Linked DNA regions of Zea mays: region 1 is linked to region 2. A link is a contact called in public Hi-C data. All regions are on one chromosome and are shown on one strand. The core of a region is the stretch at or near the end of the contact, and the rest is flanking DNA. Distances in the headings are between cores, read along the strand shown. Region 1 holds the start of LOC100191578. Region 2 holds the start of LOC100502430.

What was found. Hi-C and Micro-C count contacts between places; a contact is called where the count stands out from the background.
Region 1: a Hi-C map of ear shows a contact between it and region 2, with 2.4 times the contacts expected there. The contact joins the promoter of LOC100191578 here to the promoter of LOC100502430 in region 2. A contact is called at or near these places in 2 of 25 Hi-C or Micro-C datasets (ear and tassel).

Annotation. Positions count from the first base shown.
Region 1 is chr1:96,331,831-96,337,035 of Zm-B73-REFERENCE-NAM-5.0, reverse strand. LOC100191578 reads right to left here and starts at 2,422. Exons shown (of 8, transcript NM_001137008.1): 1 at 2,205-2,422; 2 at 1,857-1,939; 3 at 1,016-1,075; 4 at 802-910; 5 at 672-724. The coding sequence starts at 2,283.
Region 2 is chr1:96,167,223-96,172,871 of Zm-B73-REFERENCE-NAM-5.0, reverse strand. It overlaps LOC100502430, which reads right to left and starts at 4,282. Exons shown (of 2, transcript NM_001357792.1): 1 at 3,786-4,282; 2 at 2,353-2,807. The coding sequence starts at 4,147. The coding sequence ends at 2,489.

The DNA.
Region 1 (5,205 bases), core at 1,173-3,672, 170 kb before region 2:
GCAGCCACACTGGTGGCTGGCGCAGAGGTAGCGTGTGGAGCACTGGAGCAGAGGTGGCTGGCGCACTGGCCTGTGGAGCACTGGAGCAGTGGCGCAGAGGCGGCTGGCGCACTGGCCTGTGGAGCACTGGAGCTGCGGCGGCGCACTAGCCTGTGAAGCAATGGAGCGGCGGCGCACTGCCCTGTGGGCGGAAGGAAGAGGGAGGAGGGAGGACGGGGGCCGGTGGTGTACCTAGAGGGCGGCTGAGGACGGCCGACGGCGGTAGCAGGCGCGACCGGGAGAGCTCCGCGCGTTCTGCGGCGCAGCGGCTGGGCTGAGGACGACGGTAGCTGGCGGGAGCGACTAAAGGTCCAGAAAGACCCATTAGCACATAGAACGTCCGTAGAACGCTTAAAACGTCATAGAACGTCCGTAGAACGCTTACACGACGCTTAAACGTCCAAAACGGATGTTCAACACCAGTTTTTTAGAACGTGCGGACGTTTTAGATCCTAATCACGTTCTACCGCTTAAACGACGCTTAAACGTCGTTTAAACGACGTTTTAATAACAATGATGCCACTGGCCAATCAACCAAACATCAACAATGAACTTCTTTACAGCTATTTCACTAATTTTCGTGTAGAAACTATATGTTCGGAAAATATAAGCAGAAGGGTCCAGAAAATCACCTCCTTTCGTTCAATAAACCCTGTGCCATCCATATCGTATAGCTTGAACGAGACTGTCAGGTAGTTCAAACTTTTTAGAAAGATGAGATAAAAATCATAATGAAATGAAATGAAAAGGATAAAAACCTACAATCGACTTTTTCTTCCATTGGGATATTTGGATGAAACACATTTAGAGCTCGGACAAAGTCACCAAAATCAATGACACCCCTTTTCTTGACATCGAAAAGGTCAAATATCTGCAAGGCCAGTTTCATGTCAATTTAACTGATGGCAATAGTGCATAAAGCAAAATACAATAGTGATGAAATTCAAATGAGTATAGTTGCCAAGCAGATGCATACCCGATTGGCGAAAAGATTTTCTTTCCTCTGATTCTTAAATAGTGCTAGCTGGAATTCTTCCTACGCAATATAAAATGACAGCGAAGATTAATCACTCTTAGGTTGTTATGTCCAAAAAAATTTAGTTCTCAATGGCATAAAGTGATATTCTGCATGACTTAGCATGACAGTTAAAAAACTTTACATAACATGGTGTTTGAAATAAATATAGAACCAAAATACACTTCCTCTAGTTATGCAGTTCAAATTTAGCTTATCCAAAATATGAATGGCACATGATACAATAGCTTATTTTTTAACAGGTATTTCGTCGTCGTACGCCCATAACCTTAGACGGCACCTCACTCCAATATTGATATATTACTTATGAGTATTTCAAAGAGGTATTTTCTTGTTGTGCACCTGTAAACTGAGAAGGCACCTTACTCCAATCTAGACAGATAACTTATGAGTATGTTTCGATTATTGCATCTTTGATTGAAAAAATGTAGAAGTGTGAGATAATTTGATATATAAAGTAGAGCACTTGATATATCATTGGGTTGTATTGTAAAGAAGGAACACTTGGCAAGGAACAACCATGAGCAGAACAAAAACAAACATTTGAACGTAAATCTTGGTGCCTACAAGCTAAAACTACAAAAAGTACATAAAAATGGAATTGCAGCATAATTTCAGAAGCTGAAGAGATTAAAAATACAACTTGTAGGAACCAGTTTCACTTTCCAGTCTTACGATCAGCAAGGAGAGCTAACGATGACATGGCTACTGAGCATATTTGACGTTCATACCCAAAGCTGGCAATATGATAAGGAATACAGAGGCGACCAATAGAATATACCTTGTTGATCAGGCCATCATCAATCACCGAACCACTTATGCTCTTGAACAGCTCGAATAGAGCCTCAACCTCACTAACGCTGACTACAGAAGCAAAACAAAAGCACGTACTTAGCTAGATCTAGTGAGGGAAATTTAGAAATTACAGAAAACGCAAGAATCATGCAGCATGCATCCAGTGCTCCTACACAGATATCTATCCTAGTACACTACACCATATCTAGACGAAACATTTGGCATCTCCAATCCCATTCCAACAACGGCAATCATTGAAACTAAATAAGAAAAAAAAGGAACTCACGCGAGTAGCTCGTATGCGTATGGCAAGGAATGGGATTGGCGAACTCACAGGCGGTCTGGGAGGCGAGGTGCACGGGGTCCTCGTAGCCAGGGTGTTGCCGCTTCGCCGTGGAATGGAAGCACCCCATCGCCGCGGCGGGGCGTTTCCTAGAGCCGACCCAACCACTCAAACCAATCAATCTGCTAGCCCAGCCGCCCGCGCTTCCGCCTAGAAATGGCCGCCCCGCTCGCAGCTGTCTTCGCCGCGGAGCCGCGGCCCCGGAGGAGGCGAGGGAGTGAGGAGCACGAGGGCAGCGGCGGCAAGTGGATCTGGGCCGTCGAGGCGGGGTCGGATGACGGAGACCGGGGGTTTCGGCTGCAGCCTGGGTTCTTCTGGCGAGGCGAGGCCGCCGTCCGGGCGCGGGCGGGGGAAAAGGAGGCGATGCGACGAGACGCGGCGGCGATTGGTTGGACGAAGCGGGGTGCGGAACGGACCTGAAGCCGGGGGTCGCAGACTGGTCGCGCTCGCGCCCACCACGCGTCGGAGCGGGGCCGAACCGACCCAGACGAGGCGGGGAGCTGAGCTCCTGGCCCCGCTGCGCTACCCGGAGGCTGGGGCTGCCGCCCTTCCCCCGTTCGGCCTTGGGGTCGGGTCAGCCTCTGCCACGCGGGCGCATGTGCGCGTCCCCTTAGACGCTTCTTCTACTGGAAAAGGGCCAAAACGTGCAGCGAAAAAGGAGCCGAGACGAAGCCGCCCGACGGCAGAAGGATTCGGACGTGACAACGCACCGTGCGGCTATTCCCAGCCTCGCGCGTCGCTCGCGATACCCAGAATTATGGCTGAAAACGATAGGAGACGTATAAAACATAATGATATGTTTGTTCAGTTGGTTAGGTAAGTATGGACGTGAGTTTAATTTAAAGCACAAACACAGTTCAAATTTTCTTTTATGCACAATTTTAGTTTTTTACGTCGCTTAAAGTTATGTTTGGTTCAATTTTCTAAACCAGATTCTACTAAAGATCCAATATCTCAACCAAACGAGTACAACAATAAAATATATTTCTAAAAATCTACATATGTCTCTAATTCAATTTAGAAACAACTTGTACTCAGATTTTCTATATTGTTGCCATCCATGTTACCAAACTATCATGTTTTTACAGAATCTATAGTTAATAGTTGTTTCAACCATACATATTTTAGCTTTTTTATAACTATCGACCGTGGAATGTATCATCACTTATATAATCGATAGTCTGTTAAGGGTGTGTTTGTTTGACTTTTCTGAACCAAATTCACTACCAAAAATCTAAAATCTCAAGAACAAGTACAATAAAACAACATATTCCTAAAAATCTATATATTTAGTTCAATTCAGAATCACCTTCTAGACAGATTTCATGGATTGTTGTCATCCATGTTACCAAACTATCATGCTCTTACAGAATCTATAGTTGATAGTTGTTTCAACCATATTGTTGGGGGTCTGCTTTGTCGCTGAAGGTCCTGTGAGAAGAAACACATTCGGAAGATCAAAACAGAAGCGGTGCCGAAGCTACAATCTAGGGTGCTTCGGCATGACAACGCGCCTTGAGACGAAGGGCAGCACCGACTTAAAGAGTAAAAGACCGTTTAGTCCATGATAACTTGTGTCATGGTTATAATTAGTTATCAAGGGCACGAATGTAATTTTGTCCGGGCTACGTCCCGTGCCTATAAATAGATGAACAGTACCCTTGTAGTGTTCACGCTGACTTGTACTTGCTCGTGCCTCGCGTTTGTATCTTTGCCTTCTATCAAGCCGAAAGTACAAATGTAATTCAATATTGTTCTTATTCATTCATGATTATATAAAAAAGATATATACATGGTATCATATGATTATTCATGTTATTTCTCATGTTTCATATGCTTCATCTTTCATTTATATATACTGTGATGATGAAGGTACTTCCTTCATGACCTTCGTCCAAAGATCGTTATATCGTTAGGGAAATAATGCTTCAAAGGACGAAGGGCATTAACCATTAATATATCCTTTGTGTTGCCTTGTTCTTAATTCATAGCATTTGAGAACAAGTCTCCAACATTGACGCCCACCGTGGGGCGAACTCACTTCCACTGTTGAGCTGATGGCTTCGTTCAACAACCAAGCTGAAGTACCTTCGGCTACGAAGCTGGTGCTTCCGATAACAGGTGGTTCAAGTTCGGAACCGGCTAACAAGAAGCAGAAGAAGGAAGCGCAGAGAAGGGTGCAGCATGTTGGGGTGCAGGGACCCTTCATCAAATCAAAATGGTCCCACATCCCAATCACCTTCTCCCAGGAGGATCTTCAGCTTAAAGATTACCCTCATAATGATGTTATGGTCATATCTTGTGTCATCAAGGGATTTCTGGTCCATAATGTTCTGGTTGATATAGGCAGTGCAGCGGATATCATATTTGCTAAGGCCTTCAGACAGATGCAAGAGCCAGAAGACAAGATTCATGATGCTACTCACCCTCTTTGTGGCTTCGGAGGAAGGCAGATTGTAGCACTCGGCAAAATCACAATGTCGGTTACCTTCGGCTTTGTTCATAACACAAGGACCGAATAGGTTGTCTTTGATATTGTTGATATGGAGTACCCCCTATAATGCAATCATTAGTCGTGGAACACTTAATGCCTTTGAAGCAATACTTCATCCAGCATATCTATGCATGAAGATACCTTCAGAACAAGGGCCCATTGCTGTTCATGGAAGTCAAGAAGCTGCCAGAAAGGCCGAAGGAAATTGGACAGACTCAAAAGCAATTCACAATATAGATGGAACCGAAGTATGTGAACAGTACAAATACAAAAGAGAGAAGGCTGCTTCGGCAGATCAGCCGAAGCCTATGCTTCTATGTGAAGACATAGCAGAGCAAAGGTATTGCTGGGGTCTTAGCTATCTGAAGAACAAGAGAAAACTTTGATAAGATTTTTATTCAACAACAAAGATGTCTTAGCTTGGTCAGCCAATGATCTCTGTGGTGTCAATAGAGATGTCATTGAACATTCACTCAATGTGGATCCATCCTTCAGGCC
Region 2 (5,649 bases), core at 3,033-5,532:
ATAGTGAAAAATGATAGGGCAACGGGTAAGGTAATATGGTAGAGTTGGAGAGTTGTTCCTAGAATTTTAAAAATGTTTTGATGTTTTTTTTTAATTTTTCAATTCTTAATTTGCCGAGTGTTTTTTTTTTGCCGAGTGCTTTTTGACACTCGGCAAAGTCTTTGCCGAGTGTCCGAAAAAAAGCACTCGGCAAAGAACCCTTTGCCGATGAAATCTTTGCCGAGTGTTCTTTGCCGAGTGTTACACTCGGCAAAGCCTTTGCCGAGTGTAAAATAGCCTTTGCCGAGTGTCTTAGACACTCGGCAAAGAACGCGATTCCGGTAGTGGATAGTCTATATTAACCATTGGCCGGCCGTAGGTCCTAGCTAGCCACGATTAATGGAGGCAGCATCCAACTGTGTCCCAGCTAATCTGATACCGATGCCAAATCAAATCGTTTATATAGTAACGACACCCGAAGTATTACCACTGTCCTCTCTCAGATGGTTTACTTTCCGGCTATAGATTACCCTGCATAGGGTAGGAATCAGAAGGTTCATATGCCACTAGCTAGCTAGCTAGCTTTACTTTGGCACCATTGGTTGAGTGCTCACATGCCGATTCCCAAAACCCATCTGGAAATACAGCAAAGCTTCAGCGGACTCATGCGTATTTGCTGCTAGCTCTCTTCGCCATGCATCTGACCTTTTGAAGTCGTCGTCTCTTTCCCTCGTGCTCGCTTATCCTGCCGTGCCTCACCGGACGCTCACCATTGGCAGCTGGAGGAGTGCCCAGCTCCAACTTCCCGTGGCCCTCCATGTTCTTGTCCAGCTCACCGCATTAGTGCCCGAAACCGAGAGGCGTTGTATATTGGCGACGCCACAGCGCAAAAGGTGGCTCGCGCGGCAAGGCGCTTGCCCTCCACGACCGCAAGTAAGCCCTACATCTACATGCCCACCACGTTCTGATCCTTGTTCTTTACTGGCATCTCTCTCTCTCTCTCTCTCTCTCTCTCTCTCTGCATTCGCATCTGCAGGACCGGCTGTACTGTTCCGGATCGAGTGAGTCTCGTGTCCTGCTCACGCCGCACCCAACTGCGCAAGCGCGACGCGTGCATGCTGCTTGCACCGTGCCGTGCCTCCACCAAAGTTCGTTCTTCTTCTTCACATGGACTGCCAACCAGATTATATATACTTTTGCTCGATCTCCTTCGCTGGCACCAGAGACAAGGTTAAGATTATTGGCATTTGTTTCATCAGCCACTTCTATCCTCCTACAGACGTACACCGGAGATCAAATTTGTCACCGTTTACTTGTGTTCCACCATGAAGCAGCAAATCTAGCTACTAGTCACTTGGCAGGATTTGCAGTAACTTTACTGTATATATATAGTTACGGCATGTTTCTGATCTGCGATGATACCTAACTAACTAGATTGCGTTTACCGAAAGAAAGAAAGAAAGAAAAAACAAGGAACGAGACGGCAAAACTTGATGCTTTCCTTTTGCCTTTCATGTCACACGCAACAAACCATGACGCCATCGCTTGTTCCAGTGATCCTTCCACCGCGATCGATCCGCTACATCAGGTTCAGGTCTACCGAGATTTTCTGACTGAAACTTCCACCGGCACTCTGTAGTTTCAGCCGCTCGATCTGGATCTCGATCTGTGCATTCAGAGAGGTCTTAGGTCACTGAGAAGTAAGTAACTGAGCACACGACGTTTCCTGTTCGGACGACGCACACACAGTATTGGCCTTTTGGGGATGGACAGCCGAGAAACATGCCATGTTCTGACTAATAATCCCCCGTTTGCCCTCCACCATGCATGCATCCCACGACGACGTCCAATCCCTGGCTCCCTGCTCTCCCCGCACCAGCTGCGGCGGCGAATAATCTCCACTGGATGGAGTAACAACTAAGGGCTTGTTCGGTTATTCCTATCCCATGTGGATGAAATGGGATTGGAAAAAATTGTGAAAGATTTTGATTTGTTTGAGATTGAAACTCATCCAATCCCACCCAATCCACATGGATTGAGAGCAAAACGAACAAGCCCTAACAAGGGATGGAAATTGGAAAAGGGAACGCGAAAAGAGAGACGACAGGCGACAAGCGGTGTGCTGTGACTCACATGCGCACGCACAGCACAGGCACCCACCGGGCCGGAAGAACAATCGCGCGCCGAACAGAGAATCCCAAGCCGATCCATCCATTTTCTCATTGATCCATGCATGCATGATCCGTCGAACAATGGTGAAAACAAAAATTTCCCAAGAAGAATCCTGACCCCACCCACGTACGATCCAATCCACCTAAGGCCGCAGAACTACGTACCCCGAGAGCTCACTAGCAACGAACGACCAACACATATGTACCAAGACAGACCATCACCAAGGAAGAAGACGAGTCGACACCACCAGCCAGCGCGCCCCGCCAGGACAACAAAGAAAAGAAAAGAAAAGAAACGGCTGCATCCACCGGTCGGGCACGCTTGCACGGCCGGTCGATCAGACAGTGAGCTGCGGCTGGCTGCTGTGACGGTGGCAGGCTGCGGCGGCTGCTGCGACCGCGGCGGGGTCGTCGTGGCGGTCAGACGTGCCGGCGGCGCCGTAGCAGTAGTGCAGCCTTGGGGGCGCCTCGACGACGGGCGCGGGCGCGTCGTCCAGGTAGGCCATCTCGCTCTGGAGCACGGCGCAGTAGGAGGCGAAGGCGGCGGGCGTGACGTTGAGGTCGAAGGCGATGCCGAACAAGAAGTCCACCTCGAGGTAGTTCATCTCCACCAGGCTGATGCCGCCCACCCGCGCGAAGTAGGCGTTGTTGTAGCATCTGCAGCGCCCACACCACAGCAGGTGAATGAAGCTATAGTACAAAACAAAACAGCAGACCACACACCCTGACATAGGAAGGAGAGTATGAATTCTTTTTTAACAACCAAAAAAAATGGATGGTTCACGCATTCGTCCAGCTGTACGTAGCTTGTTTTTCGAAGGCGATGAAGACAGACAGGGGGTTGGGTAGGACAAGGTGAATGTGCTTTGGTAAGAGTGGTGGTGGATCGGCAGCAGCCAGCAGGCAGGCTGTGTGTGACTGTGTGAGTGTGCTGTGGGCGCGTCATCAGCCTCGGGTTCCACAACTGTCCTTGTGACCAACCCAGTGGCTTGTCTTTGATGCAATGCCAGTTGGAAACTGTGACAGGGAAAAGGTTACCGAGACCGATCTGGGGCCCATGTGTGTATTCCAATTCCAAATCCCATGTGTGACAGTCATGCATGGGAGTGTGCTGCCGATGATCACGCCAAAAGCAAACGAAAACTCCAGTTACCGAATCATGTATTTTCGAAGCCCATCTCATCTATACGACTACCATGACGCTGAACTTCTAGTGTCGATTTTTAACGTCAGCCTGTACTGAACAGTTCTTGGGATCACCACATGTATTACGCACCTCCAGTACTAAATCACGTTTTAATATACTCCTTCCGTTTCTTTTTATTTGTCGCTGTATCCAGCGACAAATAAAAAGAAACGGAGTAGTTACTAGTATTACATGTGAAAAAAAATGTTTTCAGAACAATTTGTTTTTTGAATTCGGAAGCCAGCACTTGCGCGGAATTCAACTTGATGAACCGTAGTTGTGCTGAGATACTGTATGTTTTTATTTTCCATTTCCGTATTTTAGAGTGAAAAGGTGAGCGGAATTCGACTTGAAAATCTACTGTGTTTTTTTTTTGCCTGTAAAATTTTCCATTTATTAAAAGGTGAATGATGGAAGCAGGGAGGGCAGAGCAGCTATATAGCACGCACATGTCGTCGACGAACTTGACGGCGGTGAGGACGGAGGTGATGAGGAGGCGGTGGACGTTGAAGGAGTCGACGGCGAGCGCGGGGCGGCGGCGCAGGAAGCGGTCGAGGTAGATGTAGGCGACGACGTAGCAGGACGGGCTGCAGCCGGCGAAGCGGAAGATGCGCTCCAGGTAGCCGCCGATGGAGATGGCCGGCTTGGTGAGCCCCTGGAACGCCGACAGTACCGGGGGGCCAGCAGCAGCAGCCGGCGGCGGCGCCGCCGCCGCGGCGTCGTTGCGTTCCGCCACGCGCTGCAGCAGCGCCGACAGGATGGAGACCACCCGCGGCACGGCCGCCGCCTCTGCCCCCTCCCCCGTCGTCATGGATGATGGATGGATGGGTGGGTCGATCGGGGTCCGGGGAATGGGCCGAGCGAGTGGCCTGAGTGGAGAGAATTCTTATTGGTCGCTTCAGTTCTCCTTCTTCTTCTTTTATGTTGGTGGTGCTGCCTGCCTTGGGAACTACTTGGGGCTTCGGAGGAAGGAGGAGAGGTGATGGTGGTGGTTATAAAGGGTGGGAGAGGGAAAACGCTAGGAAAGGCCGTCGTAAAAAAGAAAGATTTGAGCTTTGCAAGTTGGCATGATTAGCCTGCCAACCAAGCCATCTCCCCTCCCTCGGTCCCTCCATGTCATGGTCTCATGGATGGAGAGTCACTTTCTTTTCTTTTTATTTTTTTACGTACTGCAGATGGAGCATTTGTCGGCTGCCAGCAGAGAGCGGAGGTACTACTCCACGCTAGTAGTACTAGGTAGTAACGGTGGGTGCAGTAATAAAAAGCCTGGCAGAGCAGGCCCTCTGGTCGATCCGGACGTCAGGTATCCATCCATGGTAGCAAGCTTGGATCGCGTGTCAGGTTTGCCTGCAGGGACGATGGAGTGACGGACAGGTATCGTGGCCTCCACGACGGCCCGGCGCATCCGAAGCTAGCTCTGAAAAACAAATCATCACCCGGCGGCGCATGTCGCTGTTGCAGGAGAGAAGAGAACGGAGACGAACGCATCTGTTATCTGTTACTGTTAGTCTGATCGATGTCTGTTCCCATGTCGTTTCCGCAGCTGTTAGTCTGTTACTGTTAGGTAGGCAGTGACCTCGACGATGCATGCCGCGCGCTCCGGTTCAGCGAGAATTAGGTGCTCCGCAGTAGTTTCGGCGGCCAGCTAGCTAGGTGCGGTGTTTCTGCCAAACATTTTTCCGTGCGCGGCACACCGCCGGGTTCAGTGTTCCGGCCACTCCTAGTACTTCTGTCCCTGATACAAGTGCTTCAGTTCAGAGACGGTGAAAACGTTTTCCTGACGGATTTCGTGCGGAACAGCAGGTCCCAATGCAAGTTGGTCTGTCAGTTACTAGTCAACCCGAGACAGTGTCGGTGTCAGCTTCAGCAGTGACAAAAGACAGTGGATTAAATTTTTTGATAAAATGGCAGCGGGTGAAGAGAGGAGAGAGTGGCAGATACTAACAGCGATAGTATGGCTGTTCGTCAGGGAGAGAGAAAAAAAGAAAGAAAGAATATGATGACATGCCAGTGTGGAGCAGACATCTGGTTGGGTTGGGACGGTCACCACTGGCACTCACGCCGGCGGGACGACACGACAGGCTTGCCCTGGCCGTCATGCCATGCCGCGCAACAGTACGGCGCGTGCATGCAGCAGTAACATGCACGCTGCTCAGCACGTCGCCGGGCTATAGCGTCCACGATCCACGCACGCATGTGGCAGCTGCCTGCCTGCACCATCGCAAGGAACGGACGGACAGAGAGAGAGAGAGAGAGAGTGGATGGATGGAGATGGAACCTAGCTAGCTAAAACACTTGTTAAAGATTACTGAG